Linked DNA regions of Pan troglodytes: region 2 is linked to region 1. A link is a contact called in public Hi-C data. All regions are on one chromosome and are shown on one strand. The core of a region is the stretch at or near the end of the contact, and the rest is flanking DNA. Distances in the headings are between cores, read along the strand shown.

Region 1 (6,852 bases), core at 2,923-5,422:
CACCCATGGTTTCTACCCATTTGATGCCAGTGGCACAAACACCACCCCAACTTTTGACAACCAAACTATCTCTAGGTATTGTCAAGTGTTTCCTGAGGGACAGAATCACCTCTGGTAAAGAACTACTAGTCTAAAAAATATTGAAAATCCAAGAACAATATTGTCCTGGCCCCACCACCCAAAAAATGAGATTATACAGTTTTTTTCCCACATACACAATATCTTCCAACTTATAAATTTGTAAATATAAATACTTTGTAAATGTTGTATCCTAAGCCAGAAGTATATAAAGTAACAAGAGTAAAATTAATTTAAAACCTTCACAACTATATTTTCTCTGTCTTCATGGTTTCCTGTGTGAATCTTATTTGTTTCTTCCAAATTATCCTGTTTTCCAGTCAATGTGGTAATCAAAATATTGTGCTCCAAGCCCTCTTTGAACGCCACATAATCTGTGTTTGAATTGGAAAGAAAAACTTCCAATGACTTTCTCAGTACTCCCCATGACATGCACTGGCTCTCCAGCACCTATTTAACAGGTGTCACTGGACAACAGAATCCCCTAAAAGGACATCTCCCTACAAAATCAGAAAAAAGCGTAGCCAATGCGCCCCCGGCCCAACTCCAAACAGTCACACCCCAATGCCATCTCTGTGTAACCACAGGAAGGCAGCATCCTCTCACACACAAAAGGCTCCAGCCCTACAGCTCCCAGTTCCAATTCTGTATTTAAGACTCGGAGTCAGAAAGACTCACTGGTGCAGGCTCCATCTCACTGCCACCTCCTTCACCTCTGAGTGAAGGAAGAATACCCGATTCCCAACCTGACCAAGAAGTGCAACGGGAGGTTAAATGAGCCAGTGTCACAAGCTGCAACACCCATTGGGAAATACTGCAATTTTTCTTCATTAGGCAGAGGGTTTCCCACCATATTTAAATGGTACACTCTCTTCTTAAGAAATCTGTTTTTGGTCTGCACGGGTCTTGCATTAGCCACGGTCTACGATACAGCTTTGGGGGCTATGCGTTCAAAACTGTCTCTCCTCTCCACCCCACTGGATTTCCCAGCTCCAATCAGTGGCTCTCCCAAGCCTCCATCCTCTTATTGCCCCCCTCCCCCACCATTCCCCTGGGAATGTCATCTTGTTCCTCCTCTCTCTTGCTTATGGACAGGCAGTTGCTGGGTGCAGGGATTTTGCCTTCCAGGGTCCATTCCTTCCTGGACCCATTTCATGCCACTGCTGGTCTCAGCCTGGATCCCCTCATCCCAGATTCTGGCCACGGCCTCCTAACTGGTCTCCCTGATTTGGCCTTTCTCCTCTAATATAGCTTTCACTCTGACAATTGATAGTCTTTCAAGAGCACAAGCTAGAACAGCCAGAAGCCTTCCGTGGTTTCCCATTCCCTAGCACCAGATACAATCCTGTCTTCTTTGGTGCACAGTTTGTGAAGCACACCAAATGTTTGACCCTGGAGGTGTCCAAGCAGGAGCAGGACGAGCACTGAGTGGGACAGGTGCCCGCATGCAGAGGGATTTATCCACTGAATACATGGTGGAGGGAGACGGGAGGAGGGAGTTAAACTAAATGACTTTTAAAGTTTCCTTTCAAGCCTGACTTCCCATGATTCTGGGAACTCTTTGGTCTGCCATGCAGGTCCTACCACCATCTGACCCCTGAAAAGTGATGCCTCCTGCAAAGTGATGCCAGACAGTCCCCTATAATGCTCCTCACATGGTCCTGCACATGGTTACCCCACCTCTATAGGATGACTTCTTTTAATTGTCTTTTTTTTTTTAATTACAAAAGTAACACTCCTTGGTGCAACAAAATAAAACAACACTGAAGTATTAACATGAAGTCCTCAACCACTGCACTCCCATGGGTAGCCACTGGTTTCAGCAGAATGTATGCCCTCCTAGTCCTTTCCTATGACACACACTCCATTCACTTGACACCTGGTCTTATGCTGTGCCTTAGGAAGAAGGATATTTAATTCTTATCTGCATTGACTTATCTCTCCAGTTCCCTAGGGTAGTAAGGCTAGTTAGTTGATCTGCTTCAAATGCTGTTATTCCACCAATGAGGAATTGAAAGGGAAGGAGATAAGGTTTCTTGCTCAAAATCACAGATTAGCTGGTGGCAGAGTTAAGACCAGAACAAGAACTCCTAACTCAATGTTGGTTATTACACTGTAAAGTGCTCTTCTCCTCCCCACCGTGCAGAATATCATATTGTACAGACAGCAGGTAGAAATAATTGCCTCTTGAAAGCGTAGGGGCAGGATAGTCCAGTGGTTAAGAACTTGGACTTTGAACTCAGGCTGCCTAGGTTAGAATCTGGCTGTCATTTACTTAACTATGTGACCTGAGTCAAGCAACTGGGCCTCAATTTCATCATCCCTTCCTTATAGGACTGTTGTAAAATTGGTAGCTTAATATCTGTAAACCCCTCAAAACAGTATATATGTTAATAAAACATGCTATCCTACCTCTAATGTAACACCCAAAATACAATAAATATCTTCCTTATTAAAACATAGGCTGGCAAATCAAAACCAAATCTTGTTAGCTCTGAATTTTGTCTAAAAATAAATTAGCACGGGTGAAAACTCACACAATATTAGTCCAAAACAGATTTAAGTGACACAAGAACTGTAATCATTACTACAGGAAGGAATGACCTCATAAAGACCTCATACATCAGAAGCATTGTAACATTTACTGCACCAAATAATAAATTTTTTTAAAAATCTTAACAGCCTCTATCAGTAATTATCTAAGTAAAGTGGGCTGCAAATCTGTTACAGAACTGTTTTTGCCATGATAATATTTCTAGTAAATTGCTGCTTCTATACCAAAACTACTGGTGTTGCAGAACCGGCATGCTAATAGAAAGATTATTATAGAAACACTATTAAAATGAATCAGGTATTATTAAAGATTCAACACTACAACGGCACCTGATTACAAGAGATTTCAAGCTGTATTGCTTAACGAGCAGATAAAAGTGCTAATTAAGTCCACTCTTAGAGGTTATCCCTAGGCAGGACTGTACACTTACGTAGCAAGAGGTCTTCAGACTAAATGAGGAACCAGTAATGCCAACCCGGCTGGATACAGCCCTACTGGGAAGATAGGGAGAGAATGAGAAGAGCCAAGGTTTTCTGCACACGAAGGTAATCTGGTAAAGCAGACAAGTATCCAAACTTATTTGAACCTCAGTGTTTTCCTTAACTGAGGAACACTCAGTTAATCAGCAACACTTCTGATTCCTCCTTTCTTGAATGAAGAAAACCAAATAACCCACCATAAACTGAAGACCCTCAATAAACGGCACAATCAGCGGGAGGCAGAGAAAGCCATGCCATTATTACCAAAGCCTCCTCGAGCAACCAGAAGACATGGAATCGCTCTCTCACCTTGGCCAAAAGCATCTCTCCATGCAACCAGAGCCTAGAGCTCTCACAGGTTTTTGAAGAGTTGCCAGACTGAAGGCATTTCGTTACAGGATCTATTTAGCTTTCCCACCTTGTTAATTAACTAATTAGGGATGGGAAAGCAACTCACCAATACAAAGTGTCAGGAAAATGCTAAGTAAATTTGTCCAACTGGTCTAAATGTCAATGCTAAATTAAGAAAGGGGGCAAGCGCGAGAGACTGAGCTGTCCCCAGACTGCTACAATCCAGAGCTCGCTAACGTAGAGACGGAGAGACCCGGGCGCCCTGCAGCAGCAGCCTCCCGGCCCAGAGCCGGGATGCCGGCAGGACTTCTGGAAGGGAAACCTGGACCAGGGCCACCCCGGGCACAGGGAACGCGGCTGGCAAGGCGCAACCTCGCCGCTCAGTCTCCGTCTCCCCGCATCTCTCAGACGTCAACAAACCCCTGACCACAAAGTGAAACTTTCCCGGCCCCCGCTGTCGCGCCAGGTCTCTGCCCTCTGCCTGGGAGCGCGTTGCGGGGACAGGTGTGGGGCCCGGGCTGAGGAGGGGCCCCCGCCCCAGGACCGGAGGTTGTGTAATCGGCCCGGGAAGGGGGGCTCAGGACAGCTCCCTGCGCCGGAGCTGCGGAGGCCAGACGGGGGACCCCAGCTGAGGGGGCCGGTGCCCGGAGGCGTTGGGGGGATGGGGAGGGCTCTCGTCCCGCCCCCCGGGACCGCCCCCGGGCGCAGTAGGGAGCTGCGGCGCTGACACGGCCCGGAGAGGGCGCCCGCGCGGCAGACCGAGCCCGAGGAGGGGGGCGCGATGGCTCGGCAGCCGCGGCCAGCCTTACCTGCGCGCCGGGCCGGGGCGGCGGGAGGCGGCTTGGGATGCCGGGGTGGCGGGCGGCGGGCGGCAGCGCTGGCAGCCACCCGGGCCACGGCATGCGAGGAGCCGCGGCGCGGCGGCGGGCGCGGGACTGACAGCCCCAGGCCCCGCCTCCAGACCCCGGGCCCCGCCCCCTTCCTGGCCGCGCGGCTTGCCCCGCCTCCTCCGCCCACCGCCGGGGTCAAACTGGGTCCATCGGCCCGGAGGGCGGGGATGCTCGCTTTCGATTGGCCTCAAAGGTGCCCGCCCCGCCTACTCCCCGCCCCTTCCTTGGCAGGGAAGAGGCGCGTGCGCCGTGGCTGGGGAAGGTAGCGGTTACGCTGAGCGCCGGCGTTGCTGGTCCCCGACCCCTGGTACCCGGGCATCGTTTTTTCATCCCGGGCAGCTGGGACCCCGGGATGACCTAAGGAACAAGGATTCAGACGCAGACTCCACGGTGAATTGGCCTTATTCACGTGTGAACGAACGTCCAGGAGAAAACCAAACCCGAATGGGCCAGGCTCTAACCAGAGGAGACCCCAAAACTGTGATCTGCATCAGAAAACGAACCAGCCAGCCGGTTCCCGGCTCTGCCAGGTCTAGGGGTGCTTTATTCAAGCGCTGGGTTCGCTCCCTGGTCAGCAAGTATGAGGTATTTGCAGAGGGTCTAGAAGATGTGAAGGGAGATTAGCCCGCATTTAGGACTGTGCCACACAGAGAGTGAGTGATGCTGAAGAAAGTGGCCTCCTCTGCTCCAGCCCTCCCTCCTCCCCAACCCCTGGCTCTCCCACCTCTCCCTCAGCACCGGCGCCCTACCCTCAGCCTGTAAACAGTATCAGGTCTCGCCCAACAAAAATCAGTGGAGACCCAGCAATTCCACTCAAGAGAACTAGAAACATGTCTGTACTAAAACTTGTACACAAATGTTCATAGCGGTGTATTCAGAAGGCCAAAAAAGGAAACAACTGAATGTCCACTGATTGACAAATGGATAAGCAAATTTTGGTCTATCCATACAATGGAATAGTATTCTGCCATAAAAAATAATAAGGCCGGGCATGGTGGCTCACGCCTGTAATCCCAGCACTTTGGGAGGCCGAGGCAGGCAGATCACGAAGTCAGGAGATCGAGACCATACTGGCTAACACAGTGAAACCCCGTCTCTACTAAAAAAATACAAAAAATTAGCCGGGCGTGTTGGCGAGTGCCTGTAGTCCCAGCTAAGTGGGAGGCTGAGGCAGGAGAATGGCGTGAACCCGGGAGGCAGAGCTTGCAGTGAGCCGAGATCGCACCACTACACTCCAGCCTGGGCAACAGAGCAAGACTCCGTCTCAAAAAAAAAAAAAAAAGAAAGAAAGAAAGAAATTCTGTTACATGCTACAACATGGATGAACCTTGAAAACACTATAGTGCTCAATGAAAGAAACCAGTCATAAAAACCCACATAGTGTATGATTCTATTTATATGAAATGTCCAAAACAGGCAAATCCATAGAGACAGTAGACTAATGGTTGCCAGGGACTGGGAGGAGGGGGGACTGAGGAGTGACTGCTTAATGAGTACAAAGCCTCTTTGGGGGGTGATTAAAATGTTAAGGAATTAGACGGTGGTGATGACTGTACAACTTTGTGAATATAATAAAAAACCACAGAACTGTATAAAAGGGTGAATTTTATGGTATGTGAATGATATTTTAATTTAAACCAAAAATCCAAATGACCAAAAAATTTTTAAAATTAAAAAAAAAACCTCTCTTGATTCCGTATGCCCTCCAAGTTACCATGCAGTTAACCAGCCCTTCTCATCCAAGATTCTTGCAAGGGTAGCCCACACGTTTTTACTCCCACTTATACATTAGCTCCCTAGAATGTGGCTTCTACCTGCACCAGAGCTCAAATCTGCTCTCTCCTTGAAATTTTATCCTGTGGCTTTCTATGACCCTGCACATTCCTGGTTCTCCTCCTCCTTCCGTTCTTTGTCATTTGATCTTATTTTCTTGGCAAATCTATTTTAATCTTGTCAAAGATCAAAACTTATTTTGATCTCTTCTGTGGCTTCTTCCAGAATCCTTCCTAGGTTATGTCGTCCATGCCTATGAGTTCAGTTCAGTTACTAGGCTTCAAATTCTAGCCTCCACCTGATGTCCCACAGAGTTCTTAAAACTTGGCGTGTCATAAGCTATTTGTCATCTCCCCTTCCCCATCCTCTATCTTCTCTCCAGTAATAATATCTACTACCACATTCTAGGACCTGGGAATCATCCTTGATTCTGTCGTCTTCCTTCTCCTAAAGTCAATCACCGATTTTTATCTCATAAATATTCATAAATCCCACAATACTACCACAGCCCTGGTCCATATCTCCACTGTCTTTTGACTTTTAATTCCCTTCGTCTTTAGTGCCCTTCAGATCTAGTTTCCACACAGCTCTTGAAGTGGACACCCATTACTTCAGCCAGCATAGCTCTTTCTTAGGGTCACATCACACTGATTTTCCTTCAGGAACTCACTCCAAGAGATATGGGCTTGGGGAGACTGCCAGTGAAGATGATGACTTTACCTGGCCC
Region 2 (6,852 bases), core at 1,428-3,927, 460 kb before region 1:
ATGGATCTTAGCACCAGGGTTATGACAGAAGTAACAAGAAGAACTACAGAGTGTGGAGGGATTTGGGAGGCTCTTTAGAGGAGCAGGGCTGAGTATTGGCTTTTGAAGGCTGGGTAGGATTTGGCAATGGCAGGGCCCAGCAGGCAGCAAAAGGTGAAGGGCGACAGGAGCAGATCAGATTCTGAGGCCAGCACTCACAGGCTGAGTTTAAACTGGATCCTGTAGGTGAGGCAGCCACAGACGGCTCTGGAGAAAAGCATGACACAGGCAGAATCATGTTTAGTGATGCTCAGTGGCACCAACATTGGAGTTCTAGAGATAGGGTGGCCAGAGCAGTGGCAGAGGGAGTAAAGAGACCACATTGAGTCACTGACTACTTCATGCAGACACCAGGATTGGGGTCTAACTGGAAAGGGGGAGAAGGCGTCCAAGACAATGTTAAGGTTCTGAGTGTGAAGGGCTGGGTGTGTCATCTGAGATCTGGATGTGGAAGGAGATGCTGTTGGTGGGAAGTGGAAGGCTTGGTTTGCACATGCTAAGTGTGAGGTGTTGTGAATTTCCCAGGCAAAAATGCTCAGGAGGCATCAAAACCAGTGTCTGCAGTTCAGGGGTGAGGTCCTGGCTGGAGACCCAGAGGTAGCAATGTCGGCACAGAGATGAGACTTGGGGCTAAGGAGATGGGTGACACTACCAAGGGAGAATGCTCAAGGCAAGAGGAAGTGAGTCTCACTGATCAGGTACGGGAGCTGCCATCACACCTGTAGCAGGTAGACTGCTGGGCAGCATACCCTTCCTCTCCACTTGTCTGGGTCTCGCCCACCCTTCTGGGCCTGGCCCCACCCACTCTGGGAAGCCCTCTCTAGCTATTCCATCCCCCAGGCATCCTTCCCTTGCTGTGAGCTTCTCAGCTCTGGCCATCCCCACCTTAGCAGTGGGTCTTGTGTTGCCACCTTGGTGTAGTCCCCAAGCACCTTGAGGGCAGGATGACAGTTAACCCCCATGGGCCACTGCATTTTCTGGCACAGAGCACCCAAAAGGCACTGATTAAATAGATCCTCCTTCCTGATGAATTAATAAGTTGATCAGTCACTGAAATGGAGGTCAAGAAAGAAATTAAGGCAAGTTTAATTAGAGATTAAAAGACTCATATAGCATCTACTCTTTTGTGTCTGGCTTACTGATTCATGATGAACTAGGTCTACATGTATCAACATGGATGCATGTCAAAAACACCGTTGAGTAAACATAACAAGTTACAGATGTATGTTAAACCAATTTGAATAGTCATGAGCACTATATCTACCAAATATTTCAGGTTCTCCCAAGCACACGGTAGGAATGCACTTCTCTACTCCCATGGAGCTAGGTGAGGCCATGTGACTTGCTTTGGCCATTTAAATGTGAGCAGAAGCTTCTGGGTGGAACCATTGTTTTCTTCTTCCTCTCTCAGCCTCTACTGGCCTGGATCTAAGGAACAGAGCTCCATAGCAGATCCTTCTCAAATGTGTACAGGAATGAAATACATATGTTTGTTGTATTAAAAAAGAAAGAAAAAAATAAAAGGAAGAACTGAGTCTAAGGCAAAACTGTGGGATTGCAGAAGAGTGTGCCCAGTGATTCTGGGTGTGGGTACCCTTGGCAATTTGGGGGAACAAGAGGTTGTAAGGCTGGTGGAATGGAAGGTCAGCATCTCTGGCCTCGTCCCTGAAATGCCGGAAGTGTCCTAGGTTATGTGGCAACCAAAATGCCCTCCCCCTCCTTCACCATTTCCAAACACTCTGTGGGGTGATGCCAGCCCCAAGAGAACCATGAATGTAGAAGAATCACCAGAAGTGAGAATGGGAGGCACGGTCCCAGCTTGAGATAGCCAGGCTGGGGGAGGAAAGGATCTGACACTATAATCAGTTCCATACGTGCTCAAATTGCATGTGACAAGTTGAAAGGGAGAGGATACCTTCCATAGCTGACAGAACAGATGGGACTGTCCCGGACAGAGATTGACGAAATGGATATACTAGTAGGAAAATGCACCAATGTCCATTTTTTGAGCAGCTATGAATTATAGCCTTCATATGGGGTCTCACAAGGTCCTCTGAAAATCCCACGTTATTTTCCCCCTGTTACAAATGTTATTCTCCCCCTTTTACAGATAAGGAAACTGAGGGCGGGAGAGCTGGGGGGCTAGTCTCAGGCAGAACAGAGGTAAGTGGGCCAGAGATGACAGAACTCAACCGAGAGGATTCTGAAGCAGAGCAGGTGGGACTAAGTGAAGACCTGGGAGGAGGTGGAGAGGGAGTAGGACCCATACCAGCTGGAGGAAGAGGAGAAGAGGACTTGTGGGTGATCTTCCCCCTCCTTCAGCCATTGTGGACCGTGTAGGTAGAGACATCCAGCAGGGAGCTGGGCAGGGAGTGGCTCCTGCCAGCTGCCTTTCTGGAGGCTCAGGCTTCATGAGGTCTCAGAGCACCTGCCTCTCAGGGAAGATGCGAACCTCCTCAGGCACACACAGACTGCTGCTGGGGCAAGCTCCTGGGACACCAGGAAACACTCAGCAGCCCTCAGAGCCCACAGAGAACCTCTGAAGCAAGAAGGAAGAGGGCCAGTCGCTGTGAGCAGGCACTTCATCAATCCTGCCTCTGTGTGGCCTCTAAGGGATCCAGTGGCATGAGAACACAGAGACACACGAGGGCGCTCTAACCAAACAGCAGGAGGACCCGCGTCCCTCCCCACATGGAAAGAGGGTTGGCATTTTCAAAGACCTTTGGTTCAGTGTTTTTTCAACGCAGTTGCTATTGGTATTTTAGGCAGTAGGTTTCAGGGGCATTTGCTACCCCTAGCCCCCTTCCCATCATTGACTACCCTGCTGCCCACATTTCCAAGCACCCTCTCTCCTGAGAGCCCCTGCTGGTCAGTGCCACCAGAAGATGCCAACTGGTGGCCCTGGGGAGGGTGGCAGTCTCTGTTGTCCCCCAACCTTATGGAGGACTCCCGTGCCTCCCACGCTGACCCTGTGAGTTAGGCGCTTGCAGGTGCTAGAGGATCAGAGGCCCCCAGTGACAGCCATGTTGGCCCCGGCTCATGGGGACTGTCCTGCACAGGAAGCGCATTTTCCTCTACGTTGTTGTCCTTCAGGGCTGTGCAGAACCAGGCCACCCTGATCACACCAGGGACACAGACACAGGACCCTGAGACAGAACGGCATGGGACCTGCTCACAGACACCCAAATCCCAGGAAGCAAACATGTGGCCACACAAAACACAGCTGGCACAAAACTTCCACAAAGCACGTCTGAAACACGGCACCCTTCCAGAGCCCAGACAGTCCCCGAAGCTGTGAGCTCTGAAACGTTTAGACCATTCGTTTCCCAAAGTCAAGCATCAAAGGTGAATAACTACGAATGAGATTCAAAATATTCACCAACCATTGAGCCCTGGGCCCCAGCCAGTCAGGATAGGGACCAGTGGAAACACCTGGTGCATACAGTGTGCAGTCAGCCCTGCAAACAGCCTAGTCGGCTGAGCCCAAGTGCCCCATGGGAAACCAGACATGCCAAGATGGCCATTGGGCAGTACAGAGATGACTTTTGGAGAATACATGTCAAGAGAGACAGAAGTCTGGACATTTGCTGGGATACTGGGATGGCAACTCCAATGCAGGAACTAGAAACCTGGCCAGGATCTGAGAAAATGAGGGGCTGGAGAAAGACCCAGACCTCTCCAGATCCTCAACAAATACCCAGCATCACCCATCCCCACCAAGAAGCCCCACGGCATTCTTAAACAGAGGGGCCTGAGAGTCCCAGGAAGGTGATGTCTGCTGAAAGGCATCGCTGGGACCACAGGGCACCTGTGGGCAGAGCCCTTGCCAACTGAGCCACTGCTGCCCGTGAACACCGATGGGTGCCAGCTCTTATTCCACGGAAGCAGACGATGCAAACCAAACATGAGTCTTACCCTCCTTCGAAGATTTTGATCCTCGCCGGCTCCCCTCTCTGGGAGGCAGGAGCATCCTCCTCCGGCTCCCCTCTCCTCTCTTCTTCCTTCTCCACTCTAGCTAGATCTTTCTGGCCTTCCGGGGAAACCAGCGAAGGGAGGTGAACCTGGCCCACCACAGGAATGACAAAATCATTGCTGGTTAAAAGTGCATCCTCAGCCACGAATGCAATGCTAATAATCATGCCTTACACAGTACTGCACAAGTACACATATGCAATCTTCACACTCCCCCATGAAGAGGTGCTATTAGCTCCACTTTACAGAATTAAGGAAACTGATCCCCAGAGAGAATTCCCTTATCCAAGGCCATGCCATTAGTTGGTGTTACAGCTGGAACCCTGTCTCTTTCAGGTTAACCTCCCATAAGACCTGTGTTTGTTCTCTGTCTTTTACACTAGTCTGGGAACTCCTGGGGACAGGTCCTCATCTTGGTCTCCTTGGGCACCCCAGAACCCCATACAGGGCCTGTCTCAGAGAAGATGCTTAAATAATGTTGAACACATGAACAAAGGCTCCACTCTGTCTTTGGAGATAAACTGGTCCCGTTCTTGTTTATAGATCAGAAAGCTAAGGTCACCCAGCAAGTTAAGGGCAGAGCTGGGAGCAGAGCACAGGTCTCTTGCTTCCAGGATCTTGGCCCTCCTGAGCTAGTACCAAAGGCCAGGAGCTGGGCTGAGGACCCTGACCAGCAGGATGTCCCCAGTTCCACCATAGAGACAGGCACAGAGAGGCTGTGCAGGCTCTGGGCTGTTAGTCCTGCAGGACCCACGCTCTTTACAGAGCCACACCTCAGTGATGAGAGCTGGCTTAAGGGGAGAGCTGGCATTGGCTTTGTGCTTCCTGGACATCTTCCACTATCCCAAGAACACGTCCTGTAAACGCTGCGGTGTTGTCAGGGGTGGGTGCACTTTTGCCTAGGGAGCAGAAATGCTGTGCTTAGGGCGGGGGCTGGGAGTGAGAATTTCCTCCTACTTCATGCCACTGTCATTAAGGTCATGAAAAACCATGCTGTTTCCATCCAGTGAATGAAGCAACCACATTTCCTGATGCTGGGGCAATCTAAGAACGGAAGTCCCCTTTGCCAGCCACCACACCTGCCCCCACAAGGACAGCATGGGGCTAGGTAGAAAGGTGACTGGCTGGGAATCAGGGAGTCTGAGTTCCAGCACCAGATAGGCCATGGCACACTGGGCTGCCGTTTGGTGGATGACTTCACCTCTCTGGGCCTCAGAGTCTGAGGGGATTTAGACCATCTTGAAGATCAATTCCAGGGCAACTTCTGTGACTCAGTGACCACCAAATAATCTCTTCAGATTTGGAGGAGGGGAGTGGAAACCAAGCAAGAATCTGGACTGCTGCTTTGGCAGAAGGCAGCTAGTTTTTTGCAATACCCTTGGGTTTCCAGAGCCTACCATTTCCACTGCACCCCGGCCTGAGATCTAGACTGTCCATGTAATGACCAAGGTGCCTCCCACAGGCAAACAGACTACTTCTCCCTCACAGCCTGCCGTGATATCTGGGCCACACTGGAGGAGGCTGGTTTGGGTGGCAGTGTACCACTTTCCCAGGAAACACAGTGTTGGAACTGAGCAGGGACCAGGGATCCATTTTAGCTTTTGATGACAACAATATGAATAAGTATAGTTAAAAATACTTACTGAGTGCCAGTGTGGCATACACTGTTCTAAGCACACTCTGCATGTCTTAACTCATTTAATTATCTCCACAGTCCTATGCGCTAAGTGTTATTATTATCCCTATTTTACAGAGGATGAAACTAAGGCTCAGAGAGGTGAAGTTATTGGCCCAAGGTCACATGGCCAGTAGGTAAGGTAGTGGGATTCAAACCTGGGCAACTTGGTACCTGAGTCCTTGTTCTTAATCACTTTGTGACAGTGCTGTGTTGTTGTCAAAATGATTCCCAAGGAGGAAAAAGGAAAGAATGTGGCTACAAAGTGGACTCTTAACAAGCTGGGGTTTCTCCAGGGTTTATACGTGGAAGAAAAGATCTATGACCAAACAAAAACATCATGGGGTGTCCTAGACCTGCATGAAGATGGTTTGGAAGAGCTTCAAAATGCTAAGATAGACCTAAGGACTTTTTCAGAACTACTAACAGAGAATGGAAGCCGCAAGCTGACAAATGTCAGCTCAGTACAGTAAAGAACCTTCTTAGAGCACTGTCCAAAGATGAATTGGACTGCATCAAGAGATGGTGAGTTCCTCTTGCTGGAAGTATGCAAGCAGAGACCAGAGAGAGGTGTAGTTGTATAAAGGCCTTAAGCCATAGACCATGTGGTTATACTAATGTACCAGATTGGTGCAATTCTGGAAGGAAACATGCCAGTGAACCAAACAATATTCCAAGAAAAAGTTCGCAGGTTTTAGGAGCACTATAAATAAATAATTGCTGAATCCAAATTAACACTTCCTTTCTCTTAAATGGCCTGTAATATTTTCAGTCATTAGAAACTAGAGGCAGCTTAGATAATTCAAAAGGGCATTGGAGTAAAATCTAGTTTTGGTCTAGGCTCTGCCATTTACTGTGTGGCCTTGTGAAAGTTACTTAATCTCTCTTGTGTTTTGGTCTCCTCATCTATGAAATGGTGATATTGCACCCTAACTTTCAAGTTGGTTGTGAGGAGAAAAGTAACATTTAGCATAGTACTTGGTACATAATAGGTATCCAAAAAGTTAGCAGTATGAATCATTATAACAGCATCTTGGGAGTGGCCACAGCTAGTAAGAGATGCTGAAGAGGAAATTAGCAGGACATTAACACAAAAGTGGAAATCTTGGTCAGGGATGTCTGTAGACTGACAAAGACATCTAGGGAATACATTTGGAAAACAGTTC

Evidence for each region. A called contact is a pair of places that touch in the nucleus more often than the background predicts.
Region 2: a contact with region 1 is called in a Hi-C map of stem cell-derived neural progenitor cells, with 5 times the contacts expected there. The contact joins two enhancer-like sites. A contact is called at or near these places in 1 of 7 Hi-C or Micro-C datasets (stem cell-derived neural progenitor cells), 1 of 1 datasets of contacts at active chromatin or transcription factors (stem cell-derived excitatory neurons) and 1 of 1 other capture datasets (stem cell-derived neural stem cells).

The regions. Positions count from the first base shown.
Region 1 is chr1:188,931,246-188,938,097 of NHGRI_mPanTro3-v2.0_pri, reverse strand. No RefSeq gene overlaps it. Among named protein-coding and RNA genes, the nearest start is that of HIVEP3, 120 kb to the left of the region's middle. Within about 2 kb of position 4,172, at least 22 of the 24 cell types and tissues checked have an H3K27ac peak or open chromatin away from gene starts, as enhancers often do. A contact at or near this core is called in stem cell-derived neural progenitor cells and stem cell-derived neural stem cells, where this site is marked.
Region 2 is chr1:189,390,041-189,396,892 of NHGRI_mPanTro3-v2.0_pri, reverse strand. It overlaps HIVEP3 (HIVEP zinc finger 3), which reads right to left. Exons shown (of 9, transcript XM_054665933.2): 5 at 3,955-4,100. Among named protein-coding and RNA genes, the nearest start is that of EDN2, 91 kb to the left of the region's middle. Within about 2 kb of position 2,677, at least 9 of the 24 cell types and tissues checked have an H3K27ac peak or open chromatin away from gene starts, as enhancers often do. A contact at or near this core is called in stem cell-derived neural progenitor cells and stem cell-derived neural stem cells, where this site is marked.